Regions from separate parts of the Pan troglodytes genome. Here region 2 is linked to region 1. Evidence: chromatin contacts called from public HiChIP or PLAC-seq data. All regions are on one chromosome and are shown on one strand. The core of a region is the stretch at or near the end of the contact, and the rest is flanking DNA. Distances in the headings are between cores, read along the strand shown. Region 1 holds the start of ZBBX (zinc finger B-box domain containing). Region 2 holds the start of PDCD10 (programmed cell death 10).

Region 1 (5,390 bases), core at 1,986-4,485:
GTGAAGCATCAGTAATAATTGCCTTGTGTTATGAAAATTTATTTGCTTAGAAATTCTGTGTCATGGATGATAGGCAGAAATTACAAAGTGGAGAAAAATTATAAAAGGCCAATGTCACCTCTTAACTCTAAGTTTCTTTTTATTCTTCCTCAAGTTTAGCCATTCGGATGCATTTAAATATATTTATATCATACTAATTTAGTTTTTGCTAAAGATTTTTTGTAATTTTATGTTGCCTCTAAAGCTCAGTTTTCTTGACAAGTTGAAAAACCCCATACATATGTAATAGGATGTTATATTTAGCATTTACCAAGGCATAAAGAAAGTAGATGCTTCATGTAAAAGTAAAACCACATTTCAGGGCTTGTAAAAAAGGAGATGGTAGGAATTTGGTTTTGCTACCTTGAAATGCCCACAAACTTTTGCCTATAAAAGAATCCGAAGGGCCAAAGAGCAAATGGAAATTGAGAGAATACTTCTGGAAAGCTGCAGATATGATATTTGTCCCATTTTCTTCCAAAGATTTGGTATTATCAAAATATAATTGCAATACTTAAAAACAAGATATTCTTTAAGTAGAGAATATACATGCGATACAGTTTAATTCATTAAGGATGGAATTATTAGAATGGTAAAGCTGGTTCAAAGAAAATTTGGTAGCTGACTGTATATAGGAATTGAGATAAAATATTAGTATGAGATTTCTAGGTTAGATACAAAACTGGTTAAAGTTGTGTACTGCAATAAAACCATTAGCTTTGAAATTATTTTATTTAAAGGAAAGACATTATTTACATATCCAGATACAAATGATATGAAAAATGCAGGTGAAAAAATGTTCAAATAAACATACAACATTACACAGAGACTTTATCAATAGTTAATGATAAGAAAAGCAACACTTTTTTTTAGAAAATCATGTAATGCTCAGATTATCTTAAACAGTATTCTAGTATGGTATTGAAAAGACATGCTGTTTTTGGCTTTACCTTATTTCTAAGTTTTGGATAATACTTGTTTACAGTCCCTGACCCTTATTTCAAGCTTAGGAAAATGAGTCATGTAAATCTGTGCTCTTAATTTCTGCATTGCCGGTAATTTTTATCTCTTTAAATCGAATATCTCCAGTTCAGAAAACTTGTATTCAAACCTTGTCTCCACAGTGGCACAACGAAGCATGAGTTTGGAAAAACCCTCAGGAATACTGTGCTCTTGATATAGTTGTGGTGAACTGTGTGCGGCATTGCTGGTGTGCCAGTTAAACGCATTTTGCTTCAGTGGAGAGAATATCATCTCTCTAGAGCTGTAATTGTTTTGACATGTTTCATTTCATTTTGTCACTAATCATCATTCTGAAAGACAAGCACTTCATACTTTTTATTTTACTATGTGACTTAGCATAGGCTTAGTTTTTGTCTCTGCTTTGCCTTTTCATAACTGTGCATAAGCTATTTTTCTAAATATAAGATAATGTTCTTTTAATGCTTTCAAAAAGTGCAAGAATATTTTATACATTATTTTTATGTGTTTAATTTTACTATTGTGCAAGTAAATGCATTGTAAGAATCATTTTTTGAAGTAAAAGTCCTTTGTAGAAGTGAGGAGAGGTTATTTGCAAAATAATCTTTACTGGGACATAATTGACGTGTGTTTACTGTTCTCTCTGGACTGTTTCTTCCTCTAATGGCCCATGTCTTTCTCTTTCCTTGCATTCAGATACTTCCCTGGCCATCTACCCTAAAACAGAACTCAATTAGTTTCTATTTCTTTATTTGGCTTTAGTTTTCTTCATAGCAGCTGACATGCGTTTGTACTTGTTTATTGCCTTTCTGCTCCTGTTAAAATATATTTGAAAATAGGAGGGGCTTTGACGATTTCTTCACTCCAGTATTTTTGGGATCTAGGAAATGGACTTTCAATAAATATTTGTGGAATAAATAAATAAATAAATGAATAGATCAGTAAATGGACGAAAGCTGAATATATCTTTGGTAATTTGAAGAGCGCACCTGTATGGGAAATAGTCTGCGCAAGAAAACCAGTAGTATCGCACATCCACCTGAAACTTGTTCTTGTATTACAGTTAAAGGAAGGACTTGGTAAAGTTATACCATGAACACGTTAATAGCAACCATCATAGCCACACCAGCACCACTGTTTCTTACTGTTTATTAAGCACTCACTATGGGCCTGGCTTACAGCTAAATACTTAATATTTATTGTTTCATTTACTCTTCCATACTACATTACGTATGGACTAAGTGTACTGTTATCTCATTTAAGCAGTTAGACTGAGCATTGTTACTTGCTCATGGTCACACAGCAGGTAAGTTGTGGCAGTACTGGCACTCAATCTCGAATCTGCCTGACTCCAAAATCCAGACTTATAACCAGAAGACTACCATTGTCTTCTCTTATCCATAGTGGTTGTAATCTTATATAATTGAATATGCCAAGTGAAATCATTATTTTTTTTTATAATGGGTATTGGCAGGCATAGTAATGTCAAAAGTAATGGTGTAAAGATTAGTACATTAACTGTAATAGTTAGGATTGTTAGTCTGGTACCGAGATAGATGCAATGTGGTTAAGCATAGAAGCCTATACAGTGCAGTACCAACCACACATCCTACTTGCAGTATTTAAAAAGGGAGATAAAAAACAGCATATTTAGGAAGCCAAAGATAAATTCACTACAGGTGCAGCTTTGCTCGGAAAAGAAGAGTTGAGTTGAGAATTGTGGGTTAACTGTGTGTGTGTGTGTGTGTGTGTGTGTGCATATATTTGCTTTTGCTTTTTGTTTTATATGCATTAGACTCCACGGGTCATGTATTCGGTACAAAGAAAAGAGAGTTCTGGACTTTTGAAGAGACCTGGAATCTCTATTGACTTTGCCTATGGTAGCCTTTGATAAATCATGTAAACATAGCATAAATGTGGGAGTTCTGAGACTAAACTCCTTGAATTAATTTGTGGGTCTGCCATTTGCTAGCTTTGTAATTTTGGATTAAGATAGTCAAGTTTTTTGTGCCTTAATTTTTTTAGATTTAAGCCGGCTTGCTATGAGGAAGAATCAAATATGACATATAAGTCTCTCACTTGTGCTTGGAATATGACACATGCTCAGGTTTAGCACATACCTAATCTCCAAGATCCTCTCTGGCGGAAAGCTTCCAGAGCCTGTTGAGTTTTTCCGCCCTTTTCCTTCCTGTGATCACCCTTCTCTCTCATTTCGCAGGCTCCTTTTCGCCCTCTGCCGGCGGACAGTGGCAGAACCCAGCTTTCTGGTTGCTATGGGTACCGAGGTAACGCGGTAACCAAGGAGACCAAGACGGAAACTCCCGGCAGCTATCCGCGGCCATCCGGCGGTGGTGACGCGAGAGGCTGGGGTCTCCAGGTGGGTTGTCTGGCTGCGGGTGGATGAGAGGGGAGGAGGGTCTCTGAGTCCGCCTAGCGGGCAGCAAGCCCGGGCTAGTTGGTGCGGGGAGCAGAGCGGGCAGCGCGGCTGGGAAGCAGACTCAGCTCGGGTGGAGCTGGAGGCACCGGCCCAGCAAGTGTTTGCTGAGCTCCTGCCATAGGCTGACATAGTGCCAGGCCTGCAGGCAGCAGGACGGGGCCCTGGCCTCAGGAGTTGAAAGCCTTTGGTATACACCAAAGACTTCCCAGCCCAAAATGCTAATGGATAAATGAATCAAGAGTGAACCCCAGACAGTGAAATTGGGGACTGCATCAGTTGTACCCCTTCTGCAGCCCGACCCTTTCAAATACTAGCCCCTTTTATCCTTTTAAGTCATTTGCACCTTATGAAAAATTTGGCACCCTGAGAAACCATATTTCATCCCCTTTTGTAGCCTTTAGTCTGCCTGCGCGTTCACATGCACCCACTTACTTCTTGAAGTCTACTCCTCACAAGTAAGGGCTATGGTGCGGGGTGCCCGATTCCTGAGAAATCTGAAGATGTGGAAGTTTATTTTTTCTTCCCAAAATCAGCAGTAGAGGGACTCAGGTATATAAGGTTCAGTTATATATATTTTATAGCTTGACTTAAAATCTAAAGTTAACAAGGCTCATTAAAAAAATATAGTAAAGTTGAAACTACACAGGATTAAAATTATACAAACTGTATGCTTATGCAAATGTAATGACTCCCTCTGCCTTTCTCCAATTTAGTTTATCTTATAGTCTACACAGAGGGCTGCCCTGACCTGTCATAATTTTACCAATTGTATTACAAATGAATTGTTTGAAAGTAGTTCCTTTATGTCTTTCAAGACACTTAATAATTCTTGCAATTATTTTATTCGCTTTTTAATTTTTACCTACTTCCTTCACCAGAGTGTAAGTTCAGTGAAGACTGGTATTATACCTGTCTGGTTGACCTTGATCCTCAGTGCTTAACCTGACACCTGGCAGGGAGAGAGTGTTCAATGTATATTTGTTGATTGCTCATCAAGATCGTTAGGAAACATGGAAAAAAGGAAACAAAAAGTTTAGTTGAAGTGGGAAAGAGGGCGTGTTTAATTTTTTCCGTAGTGTAGGTTGTGCAAAAAACTAAAAGCAGTAGAAAAAAAATTACATACTTAGCACATTATTATTGGCACTACATTATGTATAGGGACTGTATTGATTGCTGGGGTTTCAAAGGTCAATGGTAGGACCACTCTCAAATATTTGGGCTACTTAGGGAAACAAAATCTATATAAACAAAGATGCAAAAAATAACACAAGGTAACATACAATAGCAAATGAGTTTAATAAACATGGTCTTTCTATACGAGGAGAAGCTTGGTTTCGATGGAGGGAATCTTCATGATACAGGCAGCCTTCGAATTGAGCATTGAGTAGAATAAAACTTGGTGAGCAGAGAGGTAAACACTAAAGCTCATTATGTAAAAAAGATGAAAGCAGAGATGCTAAGGGTAAAGCACAATCTTGATGCTCCATTTTCTTCTCTAGGTAGTTTCTAAGGCTGTGCCTTCTCTAGGTAGTTTCTAAGGCTGCCCCTTTCCCTGAACCGTGAGCTCTCTGGAGGTCTTATAGAAGCCCACAGCTTGACAAGTCAAGTCACAAATCAGACACCTTTTGTTTAATATCCTGCAAATTAGAGGGGGAGAGGATCCTTACCATTTTCTACATGGATAAGCTGAAGCTCAGAGATTTCTATCACACAAAGATCTTATGACTTTAAATCCAGTGAATTTAGTCTACCTAGGTTTTCTGACCTTAAATTCAGTACCTTTTAATATTGTTTATTATTTTTAATCAAAAGTATTTTAAAATGGTATCTTGTCCCTTGATATCTAAAGGCAAAGTTTCTCAGTTGTTCTCAAGAGAACCTGCCTATAGAGCATAAAAAATGGGCAACTTGGGTACCATTTAGCGCCTTGAAG
Region 2 (5,390 bases), core at 1,083-3,582, 360 kb before region 1:
TCTTTCTTCTAAGCTCTTTGCTGTTTTTGATACTTAGCTGATCTGCTTAGGGGTAGTCAAAAAGCAGCTGTTTTTCTATGATCTATCTGTCTATATATTTCTATGGTATGTGAGAGTGTGGGAGGGAAGAGTATACATACTGATAAGTCACTTAGGCTTATCGGTAGTAGCACTCAGTAGGACTGAACTTTAATCTGGGAAGAGAATTCATTTGAGCCATTTCTTTTCAAAAAGAAATTTGGGATGCATTACAAAAATAAAATTTAAAATCCCGAGAACTCAGGAAAGCATAGAAATAGGAGAAAAGAAGACAATTACTCCATTTTATTGACCCTGGTTATTAAAAAAAACATAGATTAAAGTATTGAGACAGACTCTGAAATATGCAACTGTCACAATGAAAGCATTTCAGAGCAAAATTTGCTGCAATATGCTACTATGATTAAAAGCCACGTAATCTGGGAACCTCTGTAACAAAATGAAAATGAACTAGGAAAATAGCTTCTTACTACTTCTCTAAAAATAAAAGGCTGTAATTTTGTCATAATTACACAAAGGTAGGTGAGACTTTCATCTTTACCCAGCATTACAACGTATTTCCATCCATAGGTATTACCATTAACGTTGCTTTGAATACACATATAGTTTAATACCGAGAATAAACTATTATTTTATGACACTACATGTGTTTTAAACTGAACCCACTATCATAACACATATTAAGGGTAGTCCTTCAGCACATACTCTCTACCCAGAGAAAAGATTCCCACACAGCTTTCCATGTACTCTTGTTTTTAAAATGTACACATATTATCGGACACAAATGAGAGACTAACGAGCAGCAGTGAGGTACACCATATGTTTCCATTGTAGGCTGAATCCAGGTCTTTGTTCCAATATTCCAGAGCCACCGGGAAGAAAGCTAACTATCCATTCATTAAAATTCATTTTTACATTATTGCTGGCAAAAGTTATACTTTTGATAGATTAAGTCAGAGCCCATCCTATCCTGACTATTCCTGCCTGCATTTGCTTCTTTAATACGGATTTCTTGCAATTCTAGGAAACTGCAAAATAACCACCCTGGATAACAGGTCGGTAGCAGGACAATCTGATAAACCAACGTAAAGGGTAGACACTGAAGAAGAACGCAAAGTTATTTTCCTAGTGAAATAGTTCAGAAGTCATTCTATATCAATAGCAAAATTTTTGCTTTTTATAGGCTACGCACCTATAACATCCACCAGATAACATCCACCTCGTCCTCAACTAGCAGGATTTTTCTCAATCTTCAGATCTCCCAGAACAGTTTTACTGGTGCAACTCAAACCAAAAACACTAACCACGCCCTTTATACCCAGAGTCAAGCTTCCTTTTGCTTTTTTGCCCTTAAAGTCGAAAAATGTAAATCTTTCACCCGAGAGGTTTTGCACCGGTTTCCTAACCCCAGGCGGACTCTTTTAGCTGTGTCTTGATGTAATTCCTATTGGAAGACGTTTTCTCCAGGGCAGTGCAGACGCCCCGAAGAAGGACCCACGCTTACCTCCCACACACCTGCAACCCCTGACGGGATGCTGGAGCTTGTGCTCGGCGGACTGTGCTCCGCTCCGCTCTCGTTCCTGCTTTCGTCTCTCCCGGGAAACTACAGTCCAGACTGCGCCTCTGGCTTCTACAGGGACCCAAGCTCCGCCTCTCCCTCCTCTAGTTGGCGAATTTGGCAGCTGTTGCTCCTCCCCCTGCTGTTTCTGCAGCTGCCCGGACCGCAGGCAGCGGAAAGCAGCTGCCCTGGTACCTTTCCGCTCCCTGCACTTCTGCAGCTGCTCTGCCACTTCCACTCCCGTGGGGGTCCCTCTCCCCTCCTCTGTGGCTCACACCTGGAGCGGCCTCCTGCCCCACCCAGGCGTCTCTGCTGGGAGCCCCGGCTCAGCCTAGCCTTCCCCGACCTGTGTGTCCGGATGCCCGGTGTGCCTGGGGCTTAGCTGCTCTCAGGGAAGCTGCCCCTCTGCCCAGTGCAAGTCCCCACACCAAGCCCTCCCTTCACCCGGGCGATTTCCCCGAGGCTTCCTCTCCACCCACACGGCATACTCAGCCCGACAGCCCCAGGATCCCCACCACGGGCCCCTCACCCCCTTCCTTCCTCTGCTCTGTCAGCCCGCCCCCTCAATGGGTGAGGCGCCGGCGGGGCCTACTCCGCACCCTGATTGGCGCAGGTGAGGGCTTGCCCCGCCCTTCCTCTCCTTTCCGTGCACCATCTCTCTTCATCTCACCTCCTCCCGCAAAGGCAGGGAACTCTCCTACTATTGGCTAGAAGTGTCCCCACCCATCGCCTCAGGATCCCCCGCATGGCCTGCCGGGAAGTGTAGTCTTCCGATTGCAGGAATTGCGGACAACGCCGGCGAGCGGGACTACGAGTCCCCATAAGCCTCTGCGCGACTCCTGCTGGGCAGGATTCCGGACAACGCCTGGTTCCTCTCGGGTCCTTCCGGCGTCGCCGGAGTGAATTGATCCGGGAGTTGAAGAGGGCTGCAAGGTGGGAAGTGAAGTCAGTGCCTCAGTTGCTGGTAAGGTGTAGCTGTTCTGTCCCAGTCCCCGTAGCTCTGCACCGAGCAGAAGAGGTCTAGGGTCACGCAGGGGCCATGGCTGAGGCACTCGGGCTTGGTTCTGGCAGGCGGAGCGGACGGGGCTGAGAGCGGGGCCCTACGGGCGTAAGCGAGGTTACCCTACGCGAGTGGCGTAAAGCGGGTTTGTAAATGCCGCCTGCCGGCTTGGGCCCGAACGCCTCCAGGAAGTCTCCTCTAGGTGGGGGCGGGAGGGGAAGGGCGAGGTTGGCCCCTGGTGCCCCGGGAGAGGGGACAGGGCGGATGTGCTTGGGGTGGGGTCCTTTGAAGGTGTGGCTTCGGACCGAGAGGTGAGGCTGCTGTTTTCCCCCTGCTTTGTAAGTAAGAGAAAGGGAGGAGGAAGGAAAGGGTGCTTGGGAGTCGGCTCTTGGGGGTGACTCGGGTTATGCCCTTTGAGGGAAGAAGAGCACTGGAAGAAGGAAGAGACAAATGTTGGGGTCTACGGATTCAGTTCCAGTTTAATGATGTGGCCCTCTAAGGAGATAATTTTGCCTTAAACAGAAAGACTTGACCCTCTTAGGTGTCATACCTAAGGTATGTTTTTACTCCTTTACTGCTTTCAGAGCGCTTTCGTTTTGGGATGCTGATGAGGAAACCGAGGGATTATATGACGTGCCCAAGGTCACACACGTAGGGACAGACTTTCTGAATCTAGTCCGGTTCGAGTCCAGCTTTAGAGTAGGGACGTTGGTTGTGCTTTTTGAAAAGGGTGGAGGAAGTTACAAAGTAAATGTATTTTGTATAGTATATCTAGGAAGCCATTGTGAGATAAAAAGTTGTTTCTTGAACCGGAGTGAAATTCCTCAATAAAGGAAAGAACCTTTTGGAAAAAATAAAAATGGCCAGTTTCAACTTTTACAGATTTCCCCCCCTTTTTTAGGGGTGTATTAAATGATAGACTCTACTCTCACAGTTCATTTTTACGGGTAGGTAATAGGATGGGAGAACAACAGTTAAACAATATATCCCATCCTTAGAAGAATATTGTTTTCTTTTTCTACCTTAGGACTGTTTTTACTCTCATTTTGTAAAACTGATAATAGTGGGATTGGAATTCTTTCACAAAACTACACTTTTTTCAAATAATGTAGCGTTAGGAGAGTTTAGTGTGCCCATTACTAGAAAAGAAGGTACTTTGCATTTCTTGGAGGTAACATCGTCTTTTTTGAGATTTTACTTTCCCCCCATTTTCTTGACTCTAGGCTGTATTTGTGTGTGTGTCTGCAAATAATAAAATTGGGCTCTTGCATATTTTTATTTTTCTTAGCATCAACTGTGACTTTCAATTCATTCTTATTTTACATTAAAGAATGAAAAAACAGTACACGTATAGTTCATATCTCGCAGAAAGTAGTGCCTTTATGCAAGTCTTCTCCTCTGTAATGATTATGACCAGTTATAGCTCATGACTATTATTATTGGATAAGTTTTTAATAGAATTGTTAGAGTATGTTCATTGATGGCAGAATTTATTTGTGATAACTTTATGTCCATACAGGTTAGCATGTAATAAATCATGGCTTACTCTTAACATGTAATAAATCATAGCTTACTGTTTTATATATAAGTTGATCATCAGACTATGCTGAATTTTGAATGTACTCTGCAGTTACTATATTATCAACAATGTGCTTCACTTTTTAATGCAAAAACATTTTTTCGGAACAGAGGTATTATCTTCCCTGATGGTTGAAATTAAGATGGTCTGGAAATTAATACGATTTTTAAAATAGAAAAAGTATGATACTATAGAATGAAGTAAAATCAGGAATAATGTACCATGAGTAATGTAGTACACAGACAAGGAAGACCCAGTTAAACAAATGGAAAATTATGTGGTGATAACTGACTTTGTGCTGGATTAAGAAGGGTGCAGTGATGTAAGTAGACCGTAAACTGAACATGAGTCAGTGATGGTAAAGCAAAGAATATTAATCTGTTTTCTAGATGACAATGTAGGTATTTGCCTTTTGTTGAAGGAGGTATGAAATAAGTTCTAACCTTTGGCATGTAACTCTGTCATTATGGAAAGAGCTTTTGAACTATGAGGAAATTTTGGAAATTAGTTAATGTAATGCATTTGTTCAGTGTGTTTTAGATTTTGTTCTTGATTCATTTCTGCCACTACTCTTTATCTCTGAGGCCAATTATAGTTTTGATATTTCTTCTATTCGGATGGTGGATTAATGTTTGTATTGTTGTTATCATCTTTCAGTCACATGCTGCAGTATTGTTGTCACTTTAGATCTCTGCACGTTGGATAATTAGGAGTTCACAGAGTTATGTGTACACATGGTTTGCAGCTCACCAGTGTCTGCATTTCTCATTTTGAACTTTGCAGGAGCCTTATGTCAGCTTTTGGACATTATTTCTTAGAGGACTTGGGATGTCTTCCGTATATTATACATCTGTCTCTTTCTCTTAAGGATGTAAGGTCTGTAAGAATAGGGGCTGTTTATTATTGTAGTCTGAGTAGGTAAGATAATATTTACAAAGAGAATGAAGAGGCTCAGGTTGGTTAAGTGACTTGTAACTGGTGGGAGTAAGACAAAATTGAGATCTTCTGACTACAGATCTTTAATATTTTGGAGTAAAGACTTAGTTCCCTTAGATTATTTACATGAGAAGAAGACTTAATGTGACTTAAATATTCAAATACTATTACCTTCTTACTCTGTTTAACACTAAAAATTTATCTCTTCTCCTATCCAGCTCTCCGTCCTTATCTCCAGCCTTACTCATTTACCATGCCTTTCAGTTACTACATACATA

Evidence for each region. HiChIP or PLAC-seq counts read pairs in DNA pulled down with a chosen protein or histone mark.
Region 2: an H3K4me3 HiChIP or PLAC-seq map of stem cell-derived excitatory neurons shows a contact between it and region 1, with 9 times the contacts expected there. The contact joins the promoter of PDCD10 here to the promoter of ZBBX in region 1. A contact is called at or near these places in 1 of 7 Hi-C or Micro-C datasets (induced pluripotent stem cells) and 1 of 1 datasets of contacts at active chromatin or transcription factors (stem cell-derived excitatory neurons).

The regions. Positions count from the first base shown.
Region 1 is chr2:170,532,050-170,537,439 of NHGRI_mPanTro3-v2.0_pri, reverse strand. It overlaps ZBBX (zinc finger B-box domain containing), which reads left to right and starts at 3,235. Exons shown (of 22, transcript XR_008547313.2): 1 at 3,235-3,397. It overlaps LOC107970837 (a long non-coding RNA gene), which reads right to left and starts at 3,290. Exons shown (of 6, transcript XR_001713782.3): 1 at 3,141-3,290.
Region 2 is chr2:170,891,960-170,897,349 of NHGRI_mPanTro3-v2.0_pri, reverse strand. PDCD10 (programmed cell death 10) reads left to right here and starts at 2,332. Exons shown (of 9, transcript XM_009446794.5): 1 at 2,332-2,561; 2 at 3,021-3,152. SERPINI1 (serpin family I member 1) reads right to left here and starts at 1,737. Exons shown (of 9, transcript XM_516861.7): 1 at 1,544-1,737.